Regions from separate parts of the Sus scrofa genome. Here all the other regions are linked to region 3. A link is a contact called in public Hi-C data. All regions are on one chromosome and are shown on one strand. The core of a region is the stretch at or near the end of the contact, and the rest is flanking DNA. Distances in the headings are between cores, read along the strand shown.

Evidence for each region. Hi-C and Micro-C count contacts between places; a contact is called where the count stands out from the background.
Region 1: a contact with region 3 is called in a Hi-C map of embryonic fibroblasts, with 1.9 times the contacts expected there. The contact joins two enhancer-like sites. A contact is called at or near these places in 7 of 47 Hi-C or Micro-C datasets (alveolar macrophages, blood, embryonic fibroblasts and 2 more) and 1 of 2 datasets of contacts at active chromatin or transcription factors (alveolar macrophages).
Region 2: a Hi-C map of embryonic fibroblasts shows a contact between it and region 3, with 2.9 times the contacts expected there. The contact joins two enhancer-like sites. A contact is called at or near these places in 1 of 47 Hi-C or Micro-C datasets (embryonic fibroblasts) and 1 of 2 datasets of contacts at active chromatin or transcription factors (alveolar macrophages).

Annotation. Positions count from the first base shown.
Region 1 is chr1:79,666,633-79,669,332 of Sscrofa11.1, reverse strand. No RefSeq gene overlaps it. Among named protein-coding and RNA genes, the nearest start is that of MARCKS, 120 kb to the left of the region's middle. Within about 2 kb of position 1,357, at least 10 of the 83 cell types and tissues checked have an H3K27ac peak or open chromatin away from gene starts, as enhancers often do. A contact at or near this core is called in embryonic fibroblasts, where this site is marked.
Region 2 is chr1:79,497,485-79,500,184 of Sscrofa11.1, reverse strand. No RefSeq gene overlaps it. Among named protein-coding and RNA genes, the nearest start is that of MARCKS, 290 kb to the left of the region's middle. Within about 2 kb of position 1,319, at least 53 of the 83 cell types and tissues checked have an H3K27ac peak or open chromatin away from gene starts, as enhancers often do. A contact at or near this core is called in embryonic fibroblasts, where this site is marked.
Region 3 is chr1:79,577,921-79,580,620 of Sscrofa11.1, reverse strand. No RefSeq gene overlaps it. Among named protein-coding and RNA genes, the nearest start is that of MARCKS, 210 kb to the left of the region's middle. Within about 2 kb of position 1,435, at least 13 of the 83 cell types and tissues checked have an H3K27ac peak or open chromatin away from gene starts, as enhancers often do. A contact at or near this core is called in embryonic fibroblasts, where this site is marked.

The DNA of each region.
Region 1 (2,700 bases), core at 108-2,607, 89 kb before region 3:
TAGCCCAGGATGTGGTCAGTCTTAGAGATTATTCCATGTGCACTTGAGAAGAATGTGTCTTCTGTTGCTTTTGGATGGAATGTCCTATAAATATCTATTAAGTCCATCTGGTCTAATGCTTCATGCAGGGCTTGTGTTTCCTTGTTGATTTTCTGTCTGGATGATCTGTCCATTGCTGTAAGTGGGGTGTTAAATTCCCCCACTATTATCATGTTATTGTCAATTTGTCCTTTTAAGGTTGTTAGCAGTTGCCTTATATATTGTGATGAACCTATGTTGGGTGTGTAGATATTTAAAATTGTTATGTCTTCTTCTTGGATTGACTCAGAAGCTCTTTGAACCCAGTGGTTTTGGGGTTTTATGGAGGCTTTAGTACATAGGGGCAATTGATTACATCATGGGCTCAATCTCCATCCCCTCTCCCCTCCTCAGAGGTCAGTGAGGTGGGACTGAAAGTTCCAACTCTCTAATCACATGGTTTGTTTCTCTGGCAACCAGCCTCCATCATTAGGTTCGGTCCCCAAATTACCTCACTAACATAAACTCAGCTGTTGTTGAAAGAGGTTTGTTATGAATATCAAGACCCTTGAATATCTCTTGTCACTTAGGAAATTCCATGAGTTTTTGGAGCTCTGTGTCTGAAAAGGGGATGAAGAACAGATATATTTCTTATTATGAAAACCAACCCAAATATATTTCTTATTATAAAAACCAACCCTCCTGAGTTTGAATCTTTGTCAAGTCACTTAATAGCTTTGCTCCAGTGTTCTCCCATTTTAAAAATAAGGATGATAGAATTCCTGTTGTGGCTCAGCAGTTAACAAACCCAAATAGTATCCATGAGGTTCCAGCTTTGGTCCCGACCTTGATCAGTGAGTTAAGGATCCAGTGTTGCTGTAAGCTGTGGTGTAGTTCTCAAATGTGGCTCGGATCTGGTGTTACTGTGGCTGTGGTGTAAGCCAGAAACTATAGCTCCAATTCAACCCCTAGCCTGGGAACTTCCATATGCTGTTGGTGCAGCTGTAAAAAGCCAAAATAAAATAAAATAAAATAAAAATAAAAATAAGGGTGATAATAGTACCTACACCATAGGACTGATGGAGAGCTTAGACTGAAGGATACACATAGGGAACAAAGAACAACTTCTGACGTTAAGCGAGTGTTATGTAGATGTTAACTATGGTTACGAGATTTCATATATCTCTAATGACTCAATTCTTTGATCAGCTTTTGAAAGTAACAGACCATTGGCTTTGTTAGTGATTTACACAACAGGGTGACTCAGCTTAATCTGAATGGGCCACAATTTCTCTCTACTCCACTATGTGTCATAAGTTATATTGCCTCATGGTTCCTGCTTTATTGCCTTTTCTGTGGTTTTCTCTGGGCTTCCTCAACATTCCATCAACCACCAACTCTTACCTTCTCTGACCTGCGACAGAAAATCTGACAGATTTGGCATGTCCTATTAGAATAGAGAGTGTGTGTATTGAGTACAATGTCAGCCCTAGTTCTGAATCAAGCTAAGGTAGCAGGGTCACATGGCACAGAGCCTGGCTAAACACACACACACACACACACACACACACACACACACACACAGCTATGAGCTTGATGAAAACCTTGGGGCTTCTGAAAAGAGGTAGGTGTAATTTTTAGGTCTCCTTCATAGAATATCCACTACACTGTCATACCAGGGGACGTATTTGCTGTATTAAGTGGGAAAAGAAGAATACAGATTTTTACAACACAAGTAAGATGATGGGAGAAAAATAAGAAAACACACAACTTAAAACAAGTTACTACCTTAAACAACATACCTTATAGTTAATAAAGTCTAACTCAAGTATTCTTTTTTCTTTAAAGAATAATGTTTTATTATCATGATTTGTGAAAAGAGAGTAGACAGTTCAAGAAAGGACACAGACAGTGTCCTGTTTAAGGTCCCGGATTTCTTCTTTTTGATGGGGATGGGACCTGATGACATCCGGAGGCCATTCTAATGCCACCAGTGTTCTTTCATCCGGAAGGGTCATGAAGAGTAGAAGTTAATAATATTGTAGAAATTTTAAAGGCATGAGCTGTAATGTGTTCTTTAAAATGTAACCATTTCTCCGTCTAAGGAGATGTCAATGGTGTAAAAGAAAAGTTGAGAATGATAGTAAATTACTTAGATAATTTAGTTGGGGATTTTATAATTGAGAAAGGAAAAAATATTTCAGATAAGATTTGCCTAACTGACACAATGATATACTCCTCACCATCTTTATTTATTTATTTAATTATTTTTTGCGTTTTAGGGCCACGCTTGTGGCATAAGGAGGTTCCCAGGCTAGGGGTCGAATTGGAGCTACAGCTGTCGGCCTATACCACAGCCACATCAGATCCAAGCTGTGTCTGCGACCTACACTACAGCTCCCGCCAGTGCCAGAACCTTAACCCACTGAGGGAGGCCAGGGATTGAACCCACAATGTCATGATTCCTAGTCAGATTTGATTCTATTGTGCTACGATGGGAACTCCCGTCACCATCTTTATTTTCGCGAGTGTGGAGACCACATAAAGTCCTTGGTTCACCCTACTTGTTCTGGACATGCCAACTCTTCAAAACAGTTTTAAAAAATTTCTCTACTTGGAGGAATCTATGACATATGGCTCTCAGTTTGTTTTCCAGCTGTTTTCTGTTAACCTAGACTCTGG
Region 2 (2,700 bases), core at 70-2,569, 80 kb after region 3:
AGAAAAGGGGCCCAACTGAGAGAAAACCAGAGCAGAAGACAAATTGGACTCCCTGCAGGCAGCCAGGACTGCTGAGGAGGCAGGCAGAACAGAGCAGAGCATGCCAGCCGTTCTCAAACTTATCACCAGGAAAAGTCACTTTACTAGTCATTTTCCTAGTCAGGACAGAATGGGGCTTTTTATGGGAAATTGACATCCTTTGTGAGGAAGATTAGCAATAGAGATAGATCTAAAAGCATAATACTGGTGAATAAGTCAGGAATGATACAATTTATAGTTCAATATATATAATTTTTTAAAAGTACGTAAGTACAAAACAGCGAATTTTTTTAAGGATGTTCTTCTAAGGAAATATATGGAAGGTAGATTAGAAAGTGGAGAGTACATGTTCTTTGTGGAAGTCTATGTCTATAGGGGATTATTACTAAAGGTTTAAAATATAGTAAAAGAGGACTTTTGCACGGATAGAGGACGATAGTCTCCTCTGAATTTAGGCATATTAATAACTCACTCCCATACTTCTGGGATGAAAAAGACAACATGAGGGATGCAGAAATGATGTGGAACTTTATTATTATGCTTTCATTTGTATTTATATATATGACCAAAAAAATTTCAACAATGATAATTAGAAAAGTTATTGAATGACTGCAGTGGTTCCAGGACGCAAATGATGGACAAAATTTTGAGATTTTTCTAGAGCTTAGAATCTTTGATTGACAGCATTCATTTATTTATACATAAAACTTTTACATTTAGGGAGAGATCTTGGTTAGTCAGAAGTTAGGATGTTGTGAGAGAGGAGGGAAAGCAAGCAAGAAATCATTTCGATGTTCTAGGCATCCTTTACACTTCCTGGGTTTTTCATTTCCGGGGTGTGCTTTCCGCTATTCCTTCTCTCACTTAGGGATACAGACGTGTTGCTAACTTACTCTATCTTCTTCCCAGAATCGGAGGGGATAAATAGAACCGATTTTGGTATTTCTGTTTCATCAACATCGGATGAGAAATCCGCTAGCAAACTGCCTTGATGCAGCCAGGCGGGGGCCCGGCCAGGAAGGAGGGAGATTGCCGGCCGGCCGGGGTAGAGCTCCCTGGCTCAGGGATCCTCGAGACTGAATGCCATCTTGAGGCAACTCCTGTTTGGGGCTGCACGCACAGCGCAGGACTGCTAAGCGGCATCGACTCCGGGACTTTCCAAGTCCCCCTGAGCCCCACAGGAGACAGATGGTATTTCTGCGTCTGTGTGCAGGGGGTGGGGGAGTGGCGGTAACAATAAGCAGCAGTAGCCACTTGACAGGCTCCCTGCTGCCAAGAATTTGCATGACGAGCGCTTGCTGCCATCTGGAGAACTTCAGCTCCTCCGGGGGAGAATCAGCATCTCAGCCTCACTGGTCCCCTTGGCCCCAGTCTCGGCTGAGAATCTCTCTCCCCAGGGGAGGAAGAGAGCAAAAGGCAAATCCATCAGATGAACCTGGCCTGGGGGAGAGGGGCTGCCTGGATGAGCTGGACAAGCTAGTCTAGTGCAGAGGGCGTGTGGCCGGGTCTGGCACTTCAGGGTGGGTTAGGTCAGCAGAGTCCATAACCTTTTGAACATGGGTTTGTTTATATGCCAGTAGTTGGTGGAGGAACTGTGGAACTGCAAGGGAGAAAACTCAAACAAGAACCCCCTTTCCCATGACCTCTAGCCTGGAGTTCAGTGAAGCAAAAGACTGACCATACACCCCAGGGATCCCAGTCACAGGCAGCCTAGTGGTGTATGATAAACACATGTGTGGGCCATTTAATTAAACACATAACAGGTTTCCAGCTGCTAAGATTTTGCTTGTTTACAGAAAAATGTATTTTTCAAAGTGTGAAAAAGAAATCCTGCTTAATATTAGTTTTACTTGTAACATACGTTCCTGCCTTCCTTGTTAATTATTTGTGAACCTTATGGCTATGACATTTTTTTTTCTCCAAAATGTTTTATCTAAAATAAACTTTTTTCTCTAAAAAGTATTTTTTTCTCCAGAATTTCTGTAATTAATATTTAAAATTTACTAGGATCAAATGGTATCTTAAATGAAACATTTAACTGGAAGATTAATATAGCCTGAAAGTCCTATGTTTAATACACAAAACCGCATGGTTTTATGTCTTCCTAGAATTTCCAGGCTCAACACTAAGGGGATTCTTTGTTGGAAAAAAGACAGGGACTCATATATATTAATTATGGAATATTCAGAAAAGTGGGAGCAATACCACATTTACCATTGATGCTTGGTGAGATTGTCAAAGTGGATATTGTGTTAGGTTTGTCCTTAGTACTCTAGCACCTAGCACACTTCCCACCACAGAGAAGGGTCTGTGTTTCTTTCAGCTTTGGGAGTTACAAGGAACAAGTTACAAATTAATGGTAAAGTTCATCTCAAAAGGGAGATTTACTGGAAAGGTGCTGGGCAGTCAAACGGACTCTACATGGTGAACAGCCAAGCCTAGAAAGGCAGGACCAGCTCCCGGACTGTAGGAGATGTGTACTTCCTTGCTGATAATTATACCCACATTCTGATGACCTCCAGCCTCTGTATCTTTTATTTTTTTTAATTTTTAAAAACTGTGGTTGATCTACAACACTGTGCCAATTTCTGTTGTACAGCAAAGTGACCCAGTCACACATCCATTCTTTTTCTCGTATTATCTTCCATCATGTTCTATCTC
Region 3 (2,700 bases), core at 186-2,685:
AATTTTTTCCTGTGTTTTCCTTGGTAATGTTCAACACTGGTTCTTTGGTCCTCCTGTAGATGGTATAAGCTAACAATTATCTTGTAATAAATCTGTTTCTGCTTAAACCAGCTATAGTCAATACTTCTATTTGCAACATAAAGCCTTCATTGATACAACAGGATCAACCATGACCTCTTTTTATATCTCCATTAAACGTGTGTCATTCCGTATTGCCTGTATAGATTCATAGAACTTTTGATGTGGAAGGACACGTTCATGTCTATAACTTGTAAAAATATATCCTATAGAACACTTGTAATTGAGTCCAAGAAGAGATTTTTTTTTTGGGGAAAAAATGCTCAACGGTTCTGCCAGCTTGGAGTACACTGCATGCTCATTAGCATATCATAGACTCTGAGACAGATGCTACAGAAAAAAGAACCCCCAAATCCACAACCATTATTAATCCCACTAAGGGGATTATCAAACCAAGATTCTCAAACCAAGACCCTAAAAGTTTAACTAGGTTACCAAAGTCACCTGGTAGGTTTGTGATTGAGGGAAGGCTGAAACTAAGCTCATTAGGCTTTCTGACTCCCAGGAACATGAAGCTTATTCCTTACTCCCTGCATTTGCCTGAGGTTTAAGCTTCAGTGAATATACACATAGACTCATGAGGAAGTAAAAAATATTTCTATAAAGAGTTCCTCCAGGAGTTCCGGTCACGGCTCAATGGTAATGAATCCGACTAGTATCCATGAGGACGCAGGTTCAATCCCTGGCCTAACTCAGTGGGTTAAGGATCCTGTGTTGCCATGAGCTGTGGTGTAGGTCGGAGACAAGGCTCAGATCTCTCATGGCTGTGGCTGTGGTGTAGGCCAGCAGCTGTAGCTCTCATTCAACCCCTAGACTGGAAACCTCCATTTGCCATGGGTATGGCCCTAAAAAGAAAAGAAAAAAAAAGTTCTGCCAAATATATTCGTGCTATCTCCATGAAAACCTGTCATAGCTCTTAAAGAAGCTTGGAATCCCACTCATGTTCACTGAGGGAGATGACTGCCTGGGGAGGGGACCTGAGGAGAATGCTTGTTTCCCTGCCTCTCTGTTATTCATACAGTAGCCTTGCCTGGGAGCACAAAGCCAAGCCTTCCCAGGCCAAAAGGAAAAGGAGTAGTGAGATGAGCACAACTTGTAGCATAGTTACCCTTCATGCAGACAGTTTGGTCTTCGGGCTTGAGGAAAATGAATCATTTTAACCTAAGTCCAAAATTAAAATGAAAAAAAATTATTCAGCTCACCACAGAAGGCCATACGGATCTCGTACATAATCGTAACCTGATTCCTGGATCAGAACACTTGTGAGCACATGCCTCTTGGGCATATTCCAGAGTGTAAATCACATCACACACATCTGACCAAGAGAGAAGAGGTTCCAGGAGGTGCATAATTTCAGCATGAAAACAAGGAACCATTAGCGTTACAAGCACAGCTTACAGTCAGCTGGCTGGCCTGACATACCTTGGCAGTTATTGTTCCCCGAGGCCACGTGGTTGTGGTTCCATCCTATGATTTCATTCAGAGGCTGGGATGGATGTGGATGTGCTGAAGTAGCTTCAGTCCCCAAGCTCAACATCCCCTGTGGTCCCCCCATCAGCCCCTACCGCCTGCCTTGCTCTTCTTGGAAGGAACTAAGATTACGTATGTGAAGAATTTAGTCTCCACCACACTTTTATTATTGGGAAGATTTCCCCTGTAGGGCAGAGAGGTAGAGTCTCAGGTTATACATCTTACATTCTCTCCCAGGGCTTCCCCTTTTCCTTCCTTTTGGGAGCAGCTTTTCTAAAAGGACTTACGTATTGGTTAAAAACAAAGCCCCAAAGCCAGCATACTGTCGTTACGGCCATGTTTCATAGCCACCCAGACCCTTAAAAGAAAGGAAATGGTAAACAAACCCAGCCATGACACTGAGTCATAAAGGCACTCACACCACAACACACAGCTGCCGCAATTCTTTGGGAGAAGCCTCCGCATATGTGTGTATTATTTGGGGTTTGTGGTATTCCCCAGAGCTTGGACAGAGGCAGGGTTGTGTGGCACCCTGTGAAAGGCTCCGGGCTTTGTGGGCTTGCATTTGCTGTGCTAGAGGAGTCAGAAAAAGGCAACTTAGGAGTTTGGGTAGGGCCAAAAAGTAGTTACATTCGTGTTTATGTGCCTTGTGTTCAACAGACATTTTCTGGCCTTTTTGGTTCAGCTTTTGAGCCTCCACCCAGATGCTTATAAACTAAAGCTATTGGGCCAGTGAAAGTGGGTTGTGTGGATACATTTGAGGACTACAAAATAGATCTATTTCTTCTTTTTTTTTTTTTTTTTTTCCTTTTTTTTTGGCTGTGCCCATGGAATGTGGAAGTTCTCGGGACAGAGATCAAACCCACGCCACAACAGTAACATTGCTGGATCCTTAATCTGCTGAGCCGCCAAGGAACTCCAGGGATCTTTCTTTTAAAATACGACAAAGCAAGCATCTAAAGAATGGGATGTATTTCAGCTTTTAACTATTATTCTGGGACATGCTTATGAAGAGCAAAATCATTGGCAAAATAGTTTTCAAGCTCAAAATGTTACTTTTTTTTTTTTTTTTCTTTTTAGGCCTACAACCATGGCATATGAAAGTTCCCAGGCTAAGGGTTGAATCGAAGCTGTAGCTACCAGCCTATACCA